Regions from separate parts of the Mus musculus genome. Here region 1 is linked to region 2. A link is a contact called in public Hi-C data. All regions are on one chromosome and are shown on one strand. Each heading gives the region's core, a stretch centred on a gene start, on an enhancer-like site or on the middle of the called end of the contact. The rest is flanking DNA. Distances are from core to core; before and after follow the strand shown.

The links. Hi-C and Micro-C count contacts between places; a contact is called where the count stands out from the background.
Region 1: a contact with region 2 is called in a Hi-C map of the C2C12 cell line, with 3 times the contacts expected there. The contact joins the enhancer-like site here to the promoter of Tmem179 in region 2. A contact is called at or near these places in 3 of 15 datasets of contacts at CTCF or cohesin (the NIH/3T3 cell line and embryonic stem cells), 48 of 484 Hi-C or Micro-C datasets (the AML12 cell line, the C2C12 cell line, the G1E-ER4 cell line and 29 more), 13 of 115 datasets of contacts at active chromatin or transcription factors (SST interneurons, bone marrow-derived dendritic cells, embryonic stem cells and 4 more) and 4 of 9 other capture datasets (adipose tissue, embryonic tail, liver and 1 more).

The regions. Positions count from the first base shown.
Region 1 is chr12:112,550,073-112,554,515 of GRCm38.p6, reverse strand. No RefSeq gene overlaps it. Among named protein-coding and RNA genes, the nearest start is that of Gm40584, 17 kb to the right of the region's middle. Within about 2 kb of position 2,310, at least 76 of the 459 cell types and tissues checked have an H3K27ac peak or open chromatin away from gene starts, as enhancers often do. A contact at or near this core is called in the C2C12 cell line, the G1E-ER4 cell line, bone marrow-derived macrophages and 6 more, where this site is marked.
Region 2 is chr12:112,507,995-112,512,660 of GRCm38.p6, reverse strand. Tmem179 (transmembrane protein 179) reads left to right here and starts at 1,501. Exons shown (of 4, transcript NM_178915.3): 1 at 1,501-1,917. The coding sequence starts at 1,613.

The sequences.
Region 1 (4,443 bases), core at 1,061-3,560, 41 kb before region 2:
GAACTCATGTGATAGATCATGAATGTATGTAACTCCAGATCCGGGAGATCCAGGGCCCTTTTCTGACCTCTACGAACACCAGGCATGCATGTGATGCACATATTCACATACATGAAAAAACACCCCCACACAGAAAAGCATGTAAATATAAACATAAATTCAAGTGTGAAGGAGCCTAGTGGGTGGCTTGTACCTGGAATCCCAGCATTCAGACGGCTTGAGGCAGGAGGTGCGAGCCTGGGACACACAATGATTTTTAGGTGAGTCTGGGCTATAAGTGAGACCCCATTTCAAAAAGAAGGAACAGGAGGAAGAGAAGGATGAGATGGAAGATCGCATCAGCAGAAAATAAGGAGAAAGGGGTTTAAGAGAAAAATGGTAGGGGAGAGGCATTTTTTTTTTCTCAAAAAGGATGCATGAATGGCCCAAGCCCATGAAGAGAGAGATGTTCACCATACTGGGAGAGAAAAAAAATCAAAGTCATGACGAGATATGGATACCACACATCCCACAGGAAGGCTGGACTGAAGCAGATGTTAAAGAGGATGGGAGACCCTGAGTCCCTCCACCCCCCTCTGCTAGTGACTGGGGCTCAGCCAGCCAGGGCTCCTCCACATGCTAAGCATAAAGTTACTGTGGGACCCAAGGCCACAGACCATTAGGAAAGAGTGAAGCCTAACTGGCTTGTCAGAGGTGCTAAGTCCTGCTTTCTCTGCCCCTCACACGGGGCCTGCTGCTCCTGAGCAGGACTATTCTGGCCTCTCCCAGGGCTCTTGAACGTCATACATAATAAGGGCCAGAGTTGAGAGAAGCTGGGCCCACCCCACCAGCCTACCATAGCCTACCATAGCCCTTCCCAGAGTCCTGTGGTCTTCATCTGTACTGACAGATACCACTGTCTCGGAGCTGCCCAGTGTAAGTACGAAGGCTGGCTGGAGCTGAGGTCCTGGAGGCTCAGAACTGTCTCTTGGGTGAACTGGGGCCCTGCAAGTACTCTTTATACCCAAGTATAGGGTCCTTTCTCCTGAGCTATGCCTGGTCACCCAAATCAGGTCGGGACATCCCTGGTCCTGACTCATATTAGTCTCTTCAATCCCCGATGGTACTCAGAGACCCTCTACCCCTCAAGTCACAAAGCCCCTGGTTCCCATGTCCATATTGGGACTTCACAGTGAGTACCTCTGAGGAAAACACCCACTGAGGTCACTTCCTTGCTGGTTTCTACCTAGGCCAGGGAGGAAGGAGCAGAGAGCTTAACGAGCAGCCAGAAGCTTAACCAGTGGCTGGAGGGAGGTCTGGTTAGTTCCAGCCAAGTTCTCAGGGCAAGATTGACCATTCTCTGAGTGGGGCCCTCCTTCCCACAGCTGGAGCTGACACAGCCGAGAGCTGCAAGCTGGGCTGAGGACTCAGCCTGGTCAGACGGTAGCCATCAAGGAGTGACCTTATCGATGCTACAACAAATGGAACCCAGAGCCTCCTGGATGATGTCCTGAACTTGGGGAACAGGAAGGAGTGTCCTGTATTTGGAGCACCAGATCTATGCAGGCACCTTGAGGATTCCTAGCCACTCAGACAGCTCACTTTTCTGAGTCAGCCACCAACAGTCCCGCCCAGCAGATGGGCAGATTGAAGCCCGGGGAGGTGACCTGGGCCCTGCCTGAAGCTCCAGTCTCTCTGAACGTCAGGGAAAGGAGCCTGTTCTGCTCAAGGCCCCCAGTACCAGCATCTACTGTCTACTGAGCTCACAACACCTGCAAGGCCCAGCCTCACCCACAGCAGCTGGGCACACAGCTCCTACATGGCCTTGCTCCTACCGGGTTTGCTTTGGGTGTGACCAGTGTTAGGGGAGGGCTGTGGACCCTGAAGCTCCCTCACTTTTTTTTTTCTTCTTGTTGCTAGGGATGGAACCTGTTGCTTTGTGGATTCTTGGTAACTACGTTGTTATTGAGCTACCCCTGGCTTTCTCACTTCCCTTTCAGACAGTGGTCATCATTTGGAGCAGGGACACAGGCTCATCGTGTTCAGGAGGAGGAGCCTGGGTTCAGCGCCCCCTCATCCTGGGTCCTTTTTACAGACTTGGGTTCCAGCCTGACTAAGGAAAATATCACCAGGGCAGAATTTCCTGGTATCCTGACGCCACCCGGTACCCAGATCCAGCGGTTTTGCTACAGCGTAGAGCAGATGAGACTAACCAGGAGGAGAATTCTGGTGTAGGCACTCCAGCAGATTGGGTTGGGTAGACAAGAAAGAGGGGTGCCCTCGCTGCCCTTGTGCTTTTGGTGGCACAGCGCTCTCTGGTGGCGATATGTGGTATCACTCTCCTTTGTTGGCGACCACTAGGTGGCGGTTTTCAAGGCCTAAGGCTGACTTGAGCTGTCTAGATTTTCCTCTTCTATCTTCCCCTCTGACTCTTGCACCGGGATTCCCACCTGCAGTGTAACCTCTGACAGTGCACCGGGGGCTGGGGGGTGAGGAGCGGGGAGGGATAAAACAAAGCCCTCTGCAGACAGAAGCAGAGGCTTCAGTGGCCCACAGCCTTGCCTGTCAGCTGACCACTTCCATTCTTTCTGATAATGGAGCTCTGTGTGTTTGGGAATCGCTGTGACAAAGCTCCCTTTGTCTCCGTGGACTTGTTTGTAAGAACAAAGTTGCTTAGTGTTCACACCATTTAAACACAAAAGTGGGCTCATAATTGGGACAGAGTCTCTCCCAACCATAGCACACGCACGCACACATCTCAAGCATAAAGTTTATCAAATTAGTACAAAATTCTGCGGCAAAAGCTGAGTAGAGATGCAAAGCGAAGCGGGACCCCAGTTTGCTGCTGTGCTGCCCACGTGCTCCCCTTTCGTGACAAGAACTCAAGAGAAACAGTTTAACCGGACTTGATCTCAACGTCAGAGGTTTCAACTCGGGGTCTCCAGCCCTACTGTTTTTATGCCTCTCTGTGGAGAGGCAGAACACAAAGCAGGAAGGGTGCCGTGGGAGAAAGCCACTCCCATCATGGCACCCAGGAAGCAGAGAGACAGGAAGGAGCCAGGGTCAGGAGAGACCTTAAGGGCAAGCCTTCATGGCAACCCCTTTCTTCTGACCATGCCCCACCCTTCCACAATCCAACTCTTCCCAACAGACAAGTAACAATTTGAGTCCCTCGATGGATCAAGCCACAGATTTCCCCTAACATCTGGTTCTCTCTGCAAACACCCTCACAGGCAGACCAGGGGTGTGTTTTACTAATACAGATGTCTTTTTTATCGGAAGTTTTAATCCCAGCACTCTGGAGGAAGAGGCAGGGAGATTTTTGTGTGAGTTTGAGGGTCTATGTAGTGAAGTTTCAGTTCACCTAGGGTAACAGGAAGAGATCCTGTCTGAAAATCTGGGGGAAGGGAATGAGCAGGGGGAAGGAGAGGGAGGGAGGGGGAGAGAAGACAGAATGGAATGGAACCATCTGTGGTTTGCTTACTGGGATAGGCATGGAGGGGTGGGTGGCAGATGTCCTCTGCAACTTGACTTGAAAGGTATTGCAAAGCAAGATGGCTCTGGGGCGGGTTGCTTGTGGGCAGGGCAGATGGGGCAGATCCAGGTCACTGGTGTTTATAAGAGAAGGTGGGTAGGCATATCCACTGTGCAAGTCTTTCAACTTCGCTGTGTTTGAAATTTTTCCTGATAAAATGATGTGGGAAAAGTCACAAGAAGGTGAATACTACAGAGGTCTCAGAGGCTGGTCCTATTGTCTGGCCCAGGCCAACCTGTCCCCGGCTTTTACAAGTGTGAGATCCCCTGGAGGGCAGGAGAAGGCCTGAGTGCTTGGCCTATGAAGCTGGAGGTTGATTCTTAGGATTTGAAGCCCATTCCTGTTGGTTTAGAATTCAGACTCGGACTGTCTTGCCTGCCTTTGGAACCCTTTCCCCTCGCTAGGCTGCCTTGTCTGGCCTCAGTGGGAGAGGGTGTGCTTAGTCCTGGAGAGATTTGATGTGCCAGGGTGGGTTGCAGGGAGAGGGGCCCCCATCCTCTGAGGAGAAGGGGAGGTGGGAGAAGTGGGATGGGAGGGTGGGACTGGGAGGAGAGGAGGGAGGGGTTGTGGAAATCAAAAGAAAAAAAAAAAGAAGAATTTAGAAGCAAAACTATTCCTTATGAATACCCAGAAAATGCAGGGACAACCAAGGAGATGGAGACAGAAAGAGACAGGCCCTGGGTTTACGTACCACTAAAATTAGTTTGGGTCATGTAGCCTTCCCCAGCCTGAAGCAGGCTGATGCAGACCTTGTCGCCACTGAGGTGGGGCCATGTGTGGTGCAGCTTTCGGACTTGGTTGGCTCTTTTTGAAGTGACAACTGCCCTGCTCTTCTGCTACCTGCCGAGAGGGGCTGAACCTGTCTTCCTGAGACATTCCTGAATAAGCAACAGCCTGGCGACCAAGTGCTGACAGCATGGCTACAAAGC
Region 2 (4,666 bases), core at 252-2,751:
AGAAACCCTGGGTGGATTCTCTGAGAAAAGAGTAGCTGCTGCAGACCTTATCCTGTTCCTTCATATAACGTACTCAAGAGATTGCAAAATGAATGCTCTATGTGCAGAGGCGGATAACAAATGGTAATGACTATGAGCAGATTTTGACCTCCCAGTGATAAGCAGAAGACAAGTCACAAATCAATGAGCTGTCTTTCCGTGTGTAAAAACCAACCAGATTGAAAGCCCTGCTCAGGAGAAGGGTCTGCAGAGTTGATGTGTGGACTATCTTCACGATATTGCCAGAGACCAGTTTGGCGACTCCTGCCAACACCACTTGAAGTGTTCGTACCTCATGACCCAGTCATTCTTCTCCTAAGACTTTCATAGAGACTCATGTGCTGCCTGCACAGCTGGCACAGCCGCAGAAAAAGACACCAGGATGTCACACAGCAGAGCCGGAAACAACAGACACTGGAGACGCTCAATGTCCCCCCAGAGAGGGATAGTCACACACAACAGTCAATGTTACGGAATGTTACACAATAACTAGAAAGAAGACCACGGGCTTGCTTGTGCAGACAGGGAATAATGCATACTGTTGGATGACTGAATTGCCTGTAGACACAGGCATAGTATGAAACATTTTTGAAAATTGTGTGTGCGTGGTGCAAAATGTCTGGATGGGTAGACATCAGGTTGTCACGAGTAGTAACGATGTGCCGGAGTGGAGGGAAGAGGAAGAAACTTGGTGTCTTTGTATCACACATATTCCTCATTGTAATTAAAAAAAAAAACAAGCCCATATTACTTTGGCAATAAAACAAAAGGAATTTTTAGTGCCTGAAGCCAAAAATAATGCTGATGTAATCTATATCCAGAAGGATGTCTCTAGGGCTTACTCATCTGGGAATTGGACTAACGGTTACTTGGTATTAAGGGAAACTAGAAAAGTCATTAATTCTATTAATTAATGCACCACCAGCTCCATCACAGCAAAGAGGTCTTAATGAGGTGCCCAGGGCAACCATTATTTATCTTACAAACGCGGAGTGGAGGGCTCTACTGTGGGGCTGAGGGCATGGTTCTCGGAGCACAAACAGATCACGAGTCTGCTCCCGCCTAGGAATACTTGAACCCTTCCTCTTTTCTATCCTCACACCTACCGACCCGACTCTCTGCCTCCCTCCTCCATTCGCTTTAAAGACAAAGGCCCTGGCAAAGGAGTCTGAACTGCACATAGGACTCCATCCTTCTCCTCCTTAGCCTTTCGCTGCTGGTACCCTTCCTGACAGAGTCGGGTTTCCCCAAGCTGACTTAGTAATGCTCACGACCCCTGCCAGGTTTCCATGGCACGTCTCCACCAATGCAGTCTGTCTAGTGTAGTGCTCTGTCTACCTATCCTGCAGCCGCGGGAACTGTCCGCGGTACTGACCGCAGGCGCGCCCCACGCTCGGCCTGTGCGCACGCGTCTGCGCGCAACGCGAGAGACCCGCGGGCGCCGTCATTGCGCAGCCTCCCACGCGGCTCGGGACCGGCCTGCGCGGCGCCGGAGACTCGCGGCCCGGCTTCTGGAGCGATCGCGTCCCTGTCCGGTGGCCTCGCCAGCGGCTCCTCTCATCCTGGCACCACCATGGCGCTCAACAATTTCCTCTTCGCGCAGTGCGTCTGTTACTTTCTGGCCTTCTTGTTCAGCTTCGTGGTGGTGGTGCCATTGTCCGAGAACGGCCACGACTTTCGTGGCCGCTGCCTACTCTTTACCGAGGGTATGTGGCTGAGTGCCAACCTGACGATGCAGGGGCGGGAGCGCTTCACTGTGCAGGAGTGGGGCCCACCGGCTGCCTGCCGCTTCAGCCTGCTCGCCAGCCTCCTGTCACTGCTGCTGGCTGCTGCGCACGCATGGCGCACGCTCTTCTTCCTCTGCAAGGGACACGAGGGGTAAGTTTAGGCCTTTCAGCAGCCCAGCGCAAACTGATGCAACACTCACACGGTTCCTGGCACCTATCAGGCTCTCCTCTCCGGGGCCATGAGCCCCTCCACCTCTCTTGCTGCAGAGGCCTGCAAGTGTCAACACTTTCAGCCTCATTATTTTAAGCAGACTGCCCTTTGTTTACACACAGGCCCAGCGGCTATGAGGCTGTCTGTCCGACCCACATGATCTCTTTCTATTCCCAAGGGATGCATCACTCCGAATTCTCAGTCCTGACCCCTTGGAGCACAGATGTTGCACTGTCATGGCTGCATGTCTGGGCTCTCTTGTTAAGCTAGGCCACACTCCTCGGGACCTGGGACCATTTGCAGTAGTCTTGGGCCTGCACCCCTTTCCTGTGAGTGGGGGAAGGGACTACACTTTGGAAAGAGCGGGTAGTCTTCTATTTTTGCTACTCCTCTTGGGAAAAGATGGCAGAGGATGTCTGTAGAGCTCCTTAAGCTCCCCTTAAGCTGGAGGCATGTACAGTGTGTGTGTGTGTGTGTGTGTGTGTGTGTGTGTGTGTGTGTGTGTGTGTATGTGTGTCTCTCTGTGTGTACTCTGTGTGTGCCTTTATGTGTGTGTGTACTCTGTGTGTATACTGTGCATGTGTCTATATGTCTGTCTGTGTGTGTGTGTGTGTGTGTGTGTGTGGTGGGTGAGTAGGATCTCCTTTGTGTTCCCTGTACCTCCCGAGTTTCTTCACCCTTTTTTTCTTTGTCACCTGTCTGAAGCCAGTAGAATGTGGTCACTTGGTGTCCTCAGCCAACAACAATCAAGAGCCCACCCTCTCCCTGGCTGAGGCTTCCTGGGTCCTGGAATACCAATGCTCCTGCAATAGAGAGTGAATTCCCACGTCCAGCCCTCCCCATCCATGTTTTTAGTTGCTCCCTTGCAAGGAGGTGGGTGACAAGCACGGGTCTCTGAGAACACAAGGATGTAGGAGGCTGGGTGAAGGGGGTTCTTGCTAGTACCACAGATGAAGAACATGAAACAGTTAACGCTCTCACCACAGTAGAGGCCGAGAGTCCAGAATCGAAGTGTCCTTAGAGTTAGAACTAGAGAAGCTCTTTCCTACGCGTCTATTCCTGCTGGCTCTAGCCTCCTGTGTGTTCCAGCCTCTGCCCCTGTTCTTGAATATCCTCTTGCCAGTCTCTGATACTGCTTTTCCTGAGAGAAGATCAAGCAACCATATCCACAGGTAGCAAGGTTAGGACTTGGAAGAGATGCAGTTCAACTCACTATGGTCAGGTTTTGATGGGAGTCTGTTGGAAGCCAGGAGTGGTCCTAAGAGCCTCCAGGTAATGTGGACCAAACTTGGCTGGGAGGATGAGACTCTTCCGTAGGACAGAGTCTTGTCCCTCCTGAGGAGCATTCCTTGACACCAGTCTTTCATTGTTCATATGAATTTGAGAGCTTTTGTCCACAAACTGGGAGTCACCTCACTGTGTGCAGATTGAGGCAGGAGGGAGCACCCTGAGACAGGTGACATGGCGGTGGTCAGTGGGAAGATAGCCTGATCTGACTCCTCTGGCCTTCGGGGCTTTCCTGTAGGAGAGGCAGCCTCATGGCGGACATGGTCTAGCCAGGTTGACCCAAGGGAAGTTCCCTAGGGAGGACCCATGTGTGTGGTCCGTGTATGGGACCACCAGAGGCTGGGGCACCAGGGGCCATGAAGAGCCCCTGCGCTTGCAGGTGGGGATCTTGTTTACACAGGGATGACTGTTCTGCACGAGTCAGGCTACAGACCCAGGCCGTACCAGCATCACGAGGCCTGCAGTTTCCAGCTACCCAGGGCTCCTTTGGGTGTTTGCCCTCCGGCGGAATGGTCCAGGCTGATTGTCTGCTATGCTAAATGGGCTCTGGCTGCCAAGGCATAGAGGTGCAGAGAGAACGATGCCTTCTATCACATACTCAGCCAAGACCTGTGGCAGGATTTAGGGGACTGTAGGTGACTTGACACATCATAACACTTGGAGGAGATCTAGCATAGTCTTGAGTCCACACTAGAGGCCAGGTCTGGGCACCGTCTCTTGTGGACCAACTGGAGTCTCTGAACCTGTGATCCAGTTCTTGATGCTCCACTGTTTCTAACCGTGAATGGCCTCTGCTCAGGCTTCTATAGACTAGCATGTGACTTTGTCTAGCTTCATCTTCTCCAGGGTCCTGCTTGGCTACCAGGCATTATTGGCAAGGGCCAGGTGGCTGCCTGGCTGCTGTCCTTCACCCTGTCCCCTATATGATCCAGGTGGCAGTGAGCCAACTGTGCCATCAGTGCTTACCAAAACCCACAGTGTGGGACTGGGGCACAGCTCTGCTGAGCTGCCCCATGCCGCAAATACCTATCACACCCAGGGACATGAGGCCAGTGCAGGCATACCTTAGTCTGTGTCTGCAGGCCAAGCATGGAGCCTGGAGTGTAGGAGTCACCACACAATGACAAGTGTCTGGACCATGAGGTTTATAATTCTGTGGCTGCACAGCTGGCCTTACTTTGACTGTTGACTCATAACCTGGTCTGCGGAGGTCAGCAAGGGGTCAGGTGGCCTATGGAAAACAGTGATGTCATCACAATTACCAGTCAGACTGCAGAGGCCAAGTGAGCAAGTGTCAGGCCATCAGAGGGGACTCGGGAGTCTCAAAGGGGCAGGGCAGGCATTTACAGTGAGATCATGTGGTAGACAAGGGCCTGCAGGGCCACTGGATATCCAGCCTGTG